Linked DNA regions of Sus scrofa: regions 2, 3 and 4 are each linked to region 1. The links are chromatin contacts, called in public HiChIP or PLAC-seq maps. All regions are on one chromosome and are shown on one strand. The core of a region is the stretch at or near the end of the contact, and the rest is flanking DNA. Distances in the headings are between cores, read along the strand shown. Region 1 overlaps RPS6KA5 (ribosomal protein S6 kinase alpha-5). Region 2 overlaps C7H14orf159 (UPF0317 protein C14orf159 homolog, mitochondrial). Region 3 overlaps C7H14orf159 (UPF0317 protein C14orf159 homolog, mitochondrial). Region 4 overlaps C7H14orf159 (UPF0317 protein C14orf159 homolog, mitochondrial).

Region 1 (2,700 bases), core at 196-2,695:
TGGTGTTAACCTCTGATTCCATGGTTTTTGTTTTGTTTTGCTTTGTTACTGAAAATTACAAACAGTGTCATAGCTGAGTTGTCCTACTTTACTTTTTCCTTTCAAGATAATCATTCTGATTGTCTTTTCTGATGTAAGATCTTCCATAGTCTCTTCTTTATAAAATATGCACCATTCAGATAAGTGTATCATTATCTTGTCCCCAAATGTCTTAATTACCCAGCACTCTTTCTGATAATTGAATTCTTGCGTTCCTTAATTATTGTGATCTTCCCCGAACTCTGTATACTTTCTATAGTTTTTCTTTGAGATGCTTCAAAATAATAGATTATCCACGTCATCTGATTGCCTGTTGCCCACAGGTAGCCTAAAACTGGGACATATGTGTTTTTCTGGTTATCAAAATTCAAAATATAGGAGTTCCCGTCGTGGCGCAGTGGTTAACGAATCCGACTAGGAACCATGAGGTTGCGGGTTCGGTCCCTGCCCTTGCTCAGTGGGTTAACGATCCGGCGTTGCCGTGAGCTGTGGTGTAGGTTGCAGATGCGGCTCGGATCCCGAGTTGCTGTGGCTCTGGCGTAGGCCAGTGGCTACAGCTCCGATTAGACCCCTAGCCTGGGAACCTCCATATGCCGCGGGAGCGGCCCAAGAAATAGCAACAACAACAACAACAACAACAAAAAAAAAATTTCAAAATATAGAGTTCTCATTGTGGCTCAGCAGGTTATGAACCCAGCTAGTATCCATGAGGATGCAGGTTCGATCCCTGGCCTCACTCACTGGGTTAAGAATCTGGCATTGCCGTGAGCTGTGGTGTAGGTCACAGATATGGCTCGGATCTGATGTTGCTGTGGCTGTGGTGTAGGCTGGCAGTTGAAGCTCCAGTTTGATCCCTAGCCTGGGAACTTCCCTATGCCGCGGGTGTGGCCCTAAAAAAAAAAAAAATTAAAATGTAATAAGAATGTAGAATGGGATGACGGCTTTCTCCTGGGTGACCATCATCCTTGTCTCTGACGGTCACCTCCTTTCTGTCCAAGTACCATCAGTGAACAGAGAGCATTGTGTGTAAGGTATTTTCAAGGAAGTACTCCCATTTTTTAACTTTAGCTAGACAGAATGTCCCCCCCAAAAAAAAACAAACCTGAAATCAGCCCCCTCTGCACATCAATCCTGGTCCCGTCCTCTAAAGACCAGAGGAATTCTTTTGTTTCTCCCAGACGTCGCTTTAGGTGTTTGAAGGTAGTTTGATCTAGAGTGAACCTTTTGGGTTCTCTTAACTGTTCGTTTGAAATCACTTCCACATTCCTCGTGCCTTGGTGCCATTGTGAGCAGGCATTACATTGTCAGCATTATGGGCTTGAATGACTGCTCTTTGGCTTTCCTGCAAGTCTGTTTCTTATTTTTATTTCATGGACGTAGCCTGTGTACTTCCTACTTGGGCCCCTCCTACTAGCTCCTACTCCCTCTGCGTCGAGCTTCCTCTTTCAGGGAGTATGTTTCTGCCACGCAGGAAGGTGTCCCCTCAGGTCTTCTGCCTCCCCTCCAGAAGGAGCCTTGTCCGTGCCCGGGGCTGCATAAACCAGGGTAGCTGGGTGTTCCCTCCCATCAGGACGCAGAGGTTTTGTTTGCAGCTCTTTCATCATCTCCGCCAGGGTTGTTTCTGTCTCACTTTCTCTGCCTTAGAGATTTGCAAAGTATCTGCCAAACGATATTTATTTGGTTCTTCATTATCTGTCAATAAAATATGCTTTGGAGTTCCTGTTGTGGCTCAGCGGGTTAAGAATGAGACTAGTATCCATGAGGATGTGGGTTCCATCCCTGGCCTTGCTCAGCAGGTTAGGGATATGGCATTGCTGCAAGCTGCAGATTCTATGTTGCTGTGGCTATGGTGCAGCCTGGCCACTGCAGCTCAGATTCAACCCCTATCCTGGGAACTTCCAAATGCTGCAGGTGTGGCCCCCCCAAAAAAAAGAAAAAAAGAAAGAAATAAAATATTGGAGTTCCCACTATGGTGCACTGGGGTCCAGAGCATCTCTGTGGAACCAGGACACAGGTTCAATCACCAGCCCAGCACAGTAGGTATTAAAGGATCTGGGTGTTGCCACAGCTAGTGGCATAGGTTGCAACTGTGGGTTAGATGTGATCCCTGGCCTGGGGCAGCCAAAAAAGAGAAAATATATATATATAAATATATACAGACATATATATATTCTTTAGTAATGCAACTCATTGTACTGTTATAAGTATAATGTTGTAAATTCAGGTTTAAGTGTTATCAAAATAATGGGTTAAATAGAGCTCTAGTTGTGTACTTTAAGTTGGGGTCTGCAAACTAGGGCCCACAGGCCAGATCCATTCTGCTGCCTAGGAGCTAAGAATGGTTTTTACATTCTCTCTTTTTTTTTTTTTTTTTTGGTCTTTTTAACAACTGCACCAGGGCACAGCCCAGGCTAGGGGTCAAATTGGAGCTGCAGCTTCCAGCCATGGCCTCAGCCACAGCAATGCGGGATCCAAGCCATGTCAGTGACCTACATCACAGCTCGTGGCAACACCGGATCCTTAACCCACTGAGCGAGGCGAGGGATCGAACCCTCATCCTCATGGGTGCTTAACCCACTGAGCCACACCAGGAACTCCTTTACATTCTTAAGTGGTTGAAAAAAGTCAAAAGACAGACAAAATTTGGTGACGTGAAAATTA
Region 2 (2,700 bases), core at 148-2,647, 160 kb before region 1:
CTCAAGCTTTCTTTTCAGTAAAGTTTCTTTCATTGCTCCATTTACCCTGGGTACTTCTTCAGGAATGCCAGTTATTCATATATTGGATCTCACTGTTTATTTTCTGTAGCTCTCAAATTTATGAATAATTTTAAACATTTCTTTGGTTCTTTTCATAGTGTGTCATTGTGTTTTTATTTATGTTCATTCTATTTTGGATTGATTCTAAAGTGGCTTTCCATTCTTTCCCTTTCTGGAGCTCTGCCTCTTTTGTTGCTGTGTCATTCCTTATTTATACCCCTGAACCTCCTCTTTGAGATTTCTAAAACAAATTTATAATTTGGCAATAACTCCAATAAGATGGGGAACTTTGTAGTAAGGAATAGCATATGAAGAGAGGAAGAAGTGCACGGAGGCACTTGATAGCTTTACTTCGATGTATTTTCAAATCTGTTAATTTCCTCTCCAGGAAAGAATGTCTCTTAGAGTCTCAGGTTCAGGTGCTTAAGAGGTTCCTGAGACCCTCAGCAGGGGCCTCTCAGTCTAGGCTCTCTGAGCAATAATCCAGCAATTTCCCTCTCCATCCCCTCCATCCTCTCATCTCCAGGAGATTCCTTTGGCTTGGAGGTCAGTTCACATATAACAGAAATAAACAAATAAACAAACAAACATCAAATAAACATAAGCCTGACTTCTCTTAATGTCAACCTTCTCTGCTATTATCCTGTTTGTTTGTTTGTTTGTTTCCAGTAAGAACATTCCCTGTTTCTCCTCTGGGATCCTTGGATCTTGTTAGTCAAATGCAACTTTCAGTCATTTGGGTACCACTTCAGCAATTTTTGCCTCATCTGCATATCACCTCTATTATAACCAATACTCTTCTTTGAATCAGTTCCTAATGTTTACTTATTTAAAATGAGGGCATATCACCCCCATAAATGAAAAGCCAATATTACTTGCCGTAAATAGGAGGTAAATATTAAAATAAATGCCATGACAACACAACAGATAGTAAGTTCCAGGTAGATACAGTGATCTGAGGTCTATATTTTCCTGGTTAGAAAGAGAGATTAGTACAAATTAGAAAGAAGTTAAAGACCATTGGCACCAAACCAAGACTTTCTTCTTGATGTAATCACAAATGAGTGCAAACTCTAAATGAATCACTTCTTCCTTACGCTATTTAATATAATTAAATGACTGTTCACATTCCACCTAAACGTATCTCCTCTTGCCCCAGTAACACAAGGTCCCCATCGCCTTTGGGAAACCCCACGCCAACCCAAGGATCGAATGACTTGGTCCTTCAGGACAATGACAGCAACATCTAAGAAAATAAGTTTCTGGCTCAAGGCTGGAGGCAGTGTACGTTGGCTCTCAGCACTTCACCAATTTCAGTACAGATTTTACAGTATTTGGCAGAAATATTTCACGGTTTGTGGTTTGAGGTTTCGAGAGTTTCCTTGTTTCATCAAAAGTGGGGCCTTTTCTGTGTTTTTTGCTTTGTTTTGTTTTTCGTGGCTTCCGGAAGATTTGGGGGAGTGTGTGTGTGAGAAGAAAAGGAGTAAAAATGTCTTTACGATCTTTAACTGTATATATTTGTGATGTGCAGGCCTCTGCAGTCTCTCCCAGCGATGTGCTGGTTGGCACAGGTCTGCCCGGCCAGACCTAAGACCAGATCCTTTGATTCAGTCTAATGTTCCTTCTCTGCTACATTTCTCAGCTTTGGAGGTTCTGGTTGGGACACCAGAATGCAGAGGGAGAAAACTGTCTAAATGCTACTGTCCCCCCCCCCCAATTTTCTTCCTGGTTGTGAACTCAGGTGTGTGTGCAGCTTCCCAGCATCCTTTTCGAGAAGAGTGACCATCTGGTGGGGGTGGCTGCCCTCTGCGAGCATGAATTTCACACTCCCTAATTCTGCTGGTCTCCGTCCCTTTACTGGATCTCTGTCGGGTATGAAGGTTACTACAGGGTCAAGAACAGAATCAAGATGCTGATAATGTCAGTTTTGTCTTCTGGAAAGGTTTTCTTATCTGCGTATACATCTGAGTGTTTTTCTTTTTTTTTTTTTTTTTTTTTTTGTCTTTTTGTTATTTCTTGGGCCGCTCCTGCGGCATATGGAGGTTCCCAGGCTAGGGGTCGAATTGGAGCTGCCGCTGCCGGCCTACATCATAGCCACAGCCACGCCAGATCCGAGCCACGTGTGTAACCTACACCACAGCTCACAGCAACGCTGGATCTTTAACCCACTGGGCAAGGGCAGGGACTGAACCCGCAACCTCAAGGTTCCTAGTCGGATTCGTTCACCACTGCGCCACGACGGGAACTCCCATCTGAGTGTTTTGACAGAGCCAAATAAAGAGGATTATGAGGTGGGAAGCTTCAGGAGTTTCCTAATTTTTTTTGGGGGGGGGTCTTTTTAGGGCCACACCTGCAGCACATGGAAGTTCCCAGGCTAGGGGTCGAATCGGAGCTGCCGCTGCCGGCCTACATCATAGCCACAGCCACGCCAGATCCGAGCTGTGTCTGCGACCTACTCCACAGCTCACGGCAATGCCAGATCCTTAACCCACGGAGCGAGGCCAGGATCAAATCTGCATCCTCATGGATACAAGTCAGGTTGGTTACTGTTGAGCCGTGATGCGAACGGCCCTCCTAATTCTCTTAAATCTAAAGATGGGGAGTGTCTGGCTCCTGTTGCATGACCAATGGGATCCTTAA
Region 3 (2,700 bases), core at 113-2,612, 250 kb before region 1:
GGGACAGCTGCACAACCAGGTAAACATACTTTTTTTTAAAAAAAAACCACTGAACTGCACACTAAAAAATGGTTAAAATAGGAATTCCCATTGTGGCTTGGCAGGTTAAGAACCTAGCATAGTGTCTGTGAGGATACAGTTTTGACTCCTGGCCTCAGTCAGTCAGTTAAGGAGCCAGCATTACCACAAGCTACGGTGCAGGTTGCAGATAAGAGTCAGATCTGGTGTTGCCCTGGCTGAGGCTCTGATTCAACCCCTAGACCAGGAACTTCCATATGCCGCAGGTGTGGTCATGAAAAGAAAACAATGGTTAAAATAGTAAGATTTATGTTATGCATATTTTATCACAGTAATAAAAAAAAAACTTAACTCTGAATGCTCTGCCTACACATATTTTATTTATTTATTTATTTATTGTCTTTTTGCTATTTGTTTGGGCCGCTCCCACAGCATATGGAGGTTCCCAGGCTAGGGGTCTAATTGGAGCTGTAGCCACCGGCCTACGCCAGAGCCACAGCAACGCAGGATCCGAGCCGCGTCTGCAACCTACACCACAGCTCATGGCAACGCCGGATCGTTAACCCACTAAGCAAGGGCAGGGACCGAACCCGCAACCTCACAGTTCCTAGTCGGATTCGTTAACCACTGCGCCACGACGGGAACTCCACACATATTTTAGAAAGCAAGATCTCCATGTCTGTCCCTGTCCTTTGGTTGGGCGAGAAGGTGGCACCACCACGGATGCTTGGATGGCAGGCCCCTGAGTAGGTGTTAGAATGGGTTCCCGAGGCCAATCCCAGTCAAGGGAAAAGCAGCTGCTTTTTCTGAGAAGCAGAATCAGGAAGCGGAAGGAACTTTGACCCTGAATTCCCTCTAGACCGACCTCAGGGGCGATGGAAAGGCAGTTTAGAGCAAGAGCTCCAGCTGAGATGGATACATCCTCTCTTCTGGAAAGAGAACCCCATTTCTGGACCTTTCCCGCAGGGGTGGGGGGTGCTGGTTACATACCTTGGGGAGATAGGTTGACTTTGAGGCCGTGCGAGTCCGCCTGGCTGCAGTGGGAAGGAATCCCGGCCTGGGAGGTGCGCCCTGGAGAGTTACTGCAGCTTCCCAAAGACAGCGGAACCCTCTCTCCCCGCGGTCGGGTCTGTCGCACCTCCCTCCACTCAGCCAACAGAGTCACACCTGTGTTACATGGCACCTGAGGTCCCACCCAAGAGGATTTTCTAGTTTCCCCCTGAGTTGCCAGAGCTTTGTTTGAATGCCAACTGTTTGGAGAATATAAACACTTCTATTAGGCACCACACATGTTCTTGTAGCTTTAAATAGCATATTGGATCCACAATCGAACTTTCCTCAGTGACTCAGAGTCATTCTAAACACTGGGTTCTGCTGGGAGCTGCAATAGAGCTGTGCCCTCTGGGCCTATTAACGCAGGGTTTTAAAACTTGAAGTGGGAGTTCCCGTTGTGGCTCAGTGGAAACGAATCTGACTAGTTACCATAAGGTTGTGGGTTCGATCCCTGGCCTTGCTCAGTGGGTTAAGGATCCGGCGTTGCCGTGAGCTGTGGTGTAGGTCGAAGACCCAGCTCAGATCCTGCGTTGCTGTGGCTCTGGTGTAGGCCAGCAGCTGTAGCTCTGATTCGACCCCTAGCCTGGGAATCTCCATATGCTGTGCATGCGGCCCTAAAAAGAAAAAAAAAAAAATTGAAGTGGACACTTAGTGGGTTGTGAAACAAACTTATTAGGCCAGGTCAGCATTTTCTGAAAAATAGAATAGAATAGAATGATCCAAGTACATGGCACATAGCAAGAGTAAATATTGTTTTTTGAAATTTCTGTTTCAGCTACATGTATGCATGTTCTAGTTCACAATGCACAATGTATTACTGAGAATTGTTGTCAAAAAAGTTTGCAAAACACTGTATTAAGAGTCATAAGATCTGGAGTTCCTGTTGTGGCGCAGCAGAAATGAATCTGACTAGGAACTATGAGGTTGCAGGTTCAATCCCTGGCCTTGCTCAGTGGCTTAAGGATCTGGCATTGCTGTGAGCTGTGGTGTAGGTCACAGACGCAGCTCAGATCTAGTGTTGCTGTGGCTCTGGTATAGGCCGGCAGCTGTAGCTCCGATTAAATTTCCCAGCCTGGGAAGCTCCATATGCCACAGATGCGGCCCTAAAAAGCAAAAAAAAAAAAAAAAAAAAAAATTATAAGATCTGGAAAACATCCCTACATACAATAAAGATGTATTTTTCAGAATGTCTGACCACGACACACAGGAAAAAATACACACACACACACACACACACACACACACACAGGTACTTACCATTACTATACAAGAAATACAATTTTTTCTTTTTTTTTTTGCTTTTAAGGGCTGCACTGGTGGCATATGGAAGTTCCCAGTCCAGGGGTCAAATCCAGCTGTAGCCGCCAGCCTACACCACAGCCACAGCAATGCTGAATCCAAGCCACATCTTTGACCTACACCACAGCTCATGGCAAAGCCAGATTCTTTAACCCACCTCATGGGTTTTATCCTCATGGATACTAGGCAGGCTCATTACCGCTTAACCACAGTGGGAACTCCTACAATGACACTTCTCTATTTCCTTTTCCAAAGGCACTGGTCACACACGTCCCCTTCCCACCCTTGAAATGATTTCATTTCTCACTAATGGTCATGACCCAATTTGAG
Region 4 (2,700 bases), core at 91-2,590, 210 kb before region 1:
AAAGAATGACATAATGCCATTTGCAGCAACATGGATGGAACTAGAGAATCTCATACTGAGTGAAATGAGCCAGAAAGACAAAGACAAATACCATATGATATCACTTATAACTGGAATCTAATATCCAGCACAAATGAACATCTCCTCAGAAAAGAAAATCATGGACTTGGAAAAGAGACTTGTGGCTGCCTGATGGGAGGGGGAGGGAGTGGGAGGGATCGGGAGCTTGGGCTTATCAGACACAACTTAGAATAGATTTACAAGGAGATCCTGCTGAATAGCATTGAGAACTTTGTCTAGATACTCATGTTGCAACAGAAGAAAGGTTGGGGGAAAAAATGTAATTGTAATGTATACATGTAAGGATAACCTGACCCCCTTGCTGTACAGTGGGAAAATAAAAAAATTATAAAAAAAAAAGTGTCCTAAGTAGCATCGAATTTTGTATGAGGAGTGGGGTTTGTGAGCCTCCAATATACAAAGTTGGTTGTGTGGTGGTGGGGAGCAGGACAGTGTGGAGCCCCCCCATCCCTGACCAGGAAGTAAGCAATATCTGTTCAGAAGAGCAAAGTCGCTAAAAACTCTCCCGTTGAATTTGGTGAATCAAACCACATGCCCAGTGAGGTAACTTTAGAGGCTTTTTTTTAAGAAAAAAAAAAAAAAAACAAAAAACCTGATTACTGGGATGTGTTGACCATTTCTTCAGCCTTTAGTGATATTCCATAATAAAAGACAACCTCGAGTTTCAGCTGGCCTTTCTAAAAGCAGGGAAAGGGGAAAACAAAGTCTCTTTCTGCCTGTGGCCAGTAATTCAACTTAATTCAACGGAGCTGAGAGCCAGAAAATCATCTTTAAGGATTGCAACAGACAAATCCCTGCTCCAGGCTAAAGCTGGTGCAAGCACAGGCTGGGAGAGGGAAAAACACAGAGGGAGACAGGAGAGGGACCTTGCAGAGGGTGGCTCCCTCTCTAGCAGCTCCTGCTGGATACCCCCTACCTGACTGAAGTGGCTGTTACCCCCACTGTAGGTGGCTGTCCACTGGGAAAGCACCTGAAGGCAAGCGGCCAGATTAGTCCTGCCTCCCCTGACCTCCAACCCAGTGTGTCCAGGCCAGAGGCCAAAGGGACAAAGTCTAAATGAAGGCTAGGCGAGGCCAGAGCCCCGAGACGGTGGTTAGGAGCTAGACATGGGGAGGACAGGGTCCAGATTCCAGAGCATGACTTGTCTGGGTTCTGGGTCTGGTAGGCAGCTCATGGAGTTATCAGAAAGCTATCTTCCCAGCAATTGTCTGAGGGTTTAAGAGGGTCAGAGGCCAGACACATCCCAGTCCAGCAAACCACAGCCTGAGATTGCTTAAGCGCCGGGGCCAGACCCAGACATCAGCCCTCATGTCCTCAAATAGGGGGCCTGCTAGAGTTTACAGTTTCTGGAAGGCACGGTCTCTCTGAGGCCGCCCATGGAGGGCCATGGACAAGGGAGCGTCTTCTAGAAACAGAACCCCAGGCACCCCTGGCTGATTGAGGAGCTCACATCTTTCCGGAGATAACGAAGTGGCTCCTTGCCCATCCCCCTCCGTGGGATGTCGGATGAGTGATGTTTCCCCTTCTCCCCTTTACTAAACGCCGGTGGTTTTTATTCCAAGTATCTTACTTTCTCTCCATTATTAAATGCTGGGGGCGTTTAAATTGATCATTAAGCTGTCAGTTGACAGATTATTAAGAGCAACATCCAGACCTGATCAAGAAGAAAGCACACCTGCCAGCTTTGGTTTTACACAGGCAGCCTGTGCCATGTTGCAGGGGCGGGGGTGGGGTGGGGGGGTTGCATTTTGGAAATTGTTTATATGGGAAGAGGGCATGGCGGATGGTAGGAAGTCTAGGGGCAGAATGTCATGGTTATCTATCCCTTTCTTTCTGCCCTGTCATGGGTTGAATTATACACACACCCCCACCTCCCCAAAGATATGCCCAAGTCCTAACTTCCAGCCTCTGTGAATGGGATCTGATTTGGAAACGGGGTCTTTACAGATGTAATTAAGCAAAAGATCTGGAGATGAGATCATTGTGGATTAATCGAGTGGGCCTTGACTCCAGGGACAGGTGCCCTTGTACGAGGAGAAGACAGAGACCGGACACTTGTACTAGGGGCGGTCATGTGAAGACGGAGGCAGGGGTTGGTGCAATGCAGCTAGAAAGTAAGGGACACTGGGGACTGCCTGGGGCCAAAGGAGCTGGAGGAGGCGAGGAGGAATCATGCCCTAGCGTCTTCCGAGGGCGTGTGGCCCTGCTGACACCTTGATTTAGAATGTCTGCTCCTCAGAACGGTGAGATAAATTTCTGCTGTTTTTTGCCACCAGCTGTGTGATTTGTTGCAGCAGCCTTAAGAGATTAATACCTGCCCAGACATTGTTAAGACTGCCCCTCCCTTGGCAAGGCAGTCAATCACTATCTCAGACCTAGGTGACTGCTCCAAACACGCCCTCCCCATGATCACAGCGTTTGGCTTGAGGATGGTCACTGCAGCGGACTGAATGCTTCTGTGTCCCCCAAAGCCGCATACTGAAATGCTAACCCCCAGTGTGATGGTATCAGGTGGTGGGGCCTCTGGGGATGATTAGGCCAGAAGAGTGAGGACTTCACAAGTGGGATTAGCACCGTTATAAGACCCTACAGAACTCTTTTTCTGCTTCCATTATGTGA

The links. HiChIP or PLAC-seq counts read pairs in DNA pulled down with a chosen protein or histone mark.
Region 2: a contact with region 1 is called in an H3K27ac HiChIP or PLAC-seq map of alveolar macrophages. The contact joins two enhancer-like sites. A contact is called at or near these places in 1 of 5 promoter capture datasets (liver), 1 of 47 Hi-C or Micro-C datasets (skeletal muscle) and 2 of 2 datasets of contacts at active chromatin or transcription factors (alveolar macrophages and skeletal muscle).
Region 3: an H3K27ac HiChIP or PLAC-seq map of alveolar macrophages shows a contact between it and region 1. The contact joins two enhancer-like sites. A contact is called at or near these places in 1 of 5 promoter capture datasets (liver), 14 of 47 Hi-C or Micro-C datasets (alveolar macrophages, embryonic fibroblasts, epiblast stem cells and 9 more) and 2 of 2 datasets of contacts at active chromatin or transcription factors (alveolar macrophages and skeletal muscle).
Region 4: a contact with region 1 is called in an H3K27ac HiChIP or PLAC-seq map of alveolar macrophages. The contact joins two enhancer-like sites. A contact is called at or near these places in 2 of 47 Hi-C or Micro-C datasets (heart right ventricle and skeletal muscle) and 2 of 2 datasets of contacts at active chromatin or transcription factors (alveolar macrophages and skeletal muscle).

Annotation. Positions count from the first base shown.
Region 1 is chr7:112,603,541-112,606,240 of Sscrofa11.1, reverse strand. The region is part of intron 7 of RPS6KA5 (ribosomal protein S6 kinase alpha-5); the gene reads left to right. Among named protein-coding and RNA genes, the nearest start is that of TTC7B, 86 kb to the right of the region's middle. Within about 2 kb of position 1,445, at least 5 of the 83 cell types and tissues checked have an H3K27ac peak or open chromatin away from gene starts, as enhancers often do. A contact at or near this core is called in alveolar macrophages, where this site is marked.
Region 2 is chr7:112,759,463-112,762,162 of Sscrofa11.1, reverse strand. All of the region lies in intron 2 of C7H14orf159 (UPF0317 protein C14orf159 homolog, mitochondrial), which reads right to left. Among named protein-coding and RNA genes, the nearest start is that of C7H14orf159, 7.1 kb to the right of the region's middle. Within about 2 kb of position 1,397, at least 10 of the 83 cell types and tissues checked have an H3K27ac peak or open chromatin away from gene starts, as enhancers often do. A contact at or near this core is called in alveolar macrophages, where this site is marked.
Region 3 is chr7:112,853,328-112,856,027 of Sscrofa11.1, reverse strand. All of the region lies in intron 16 of C7H14orf159 (UPF0317 protein C14orf159 homolog, mitochondrial), which reads right to left. Among named protein-coding and RNA genes, the nearest start is that of GPR68, 50 kb to the left of the region's middle. Within about 2 kb of position 1,362, at least 1 of the 83 cell types and tissues checked has an H3K27ac peak or open chromatin away from gene starts, as enhancers often do. A contact at or near this core is called in alveolar macrophages, where this site is marked.
Region 4 is chr7:112,809,156-112,811,855 of Sscrofa11.1, reverse strand. The region is part of intron 2 of C7H14orf159 (UPF0317 protein C14orf159 homolog, mitochondrial); the gene reads right to left. Among named protein-coding and RNA genes, the nearest start is that of C7H14orf159, 57 kb to the right of the region's middle. Within about 2 kb of position 1,340, at least 16 of the 83 cell types and tissues checked have an H3K27ac peak or open chromatin away from gene starts, as enhancers often do. A contact at or near this core is called in alveolar macrophages, where this site is marked.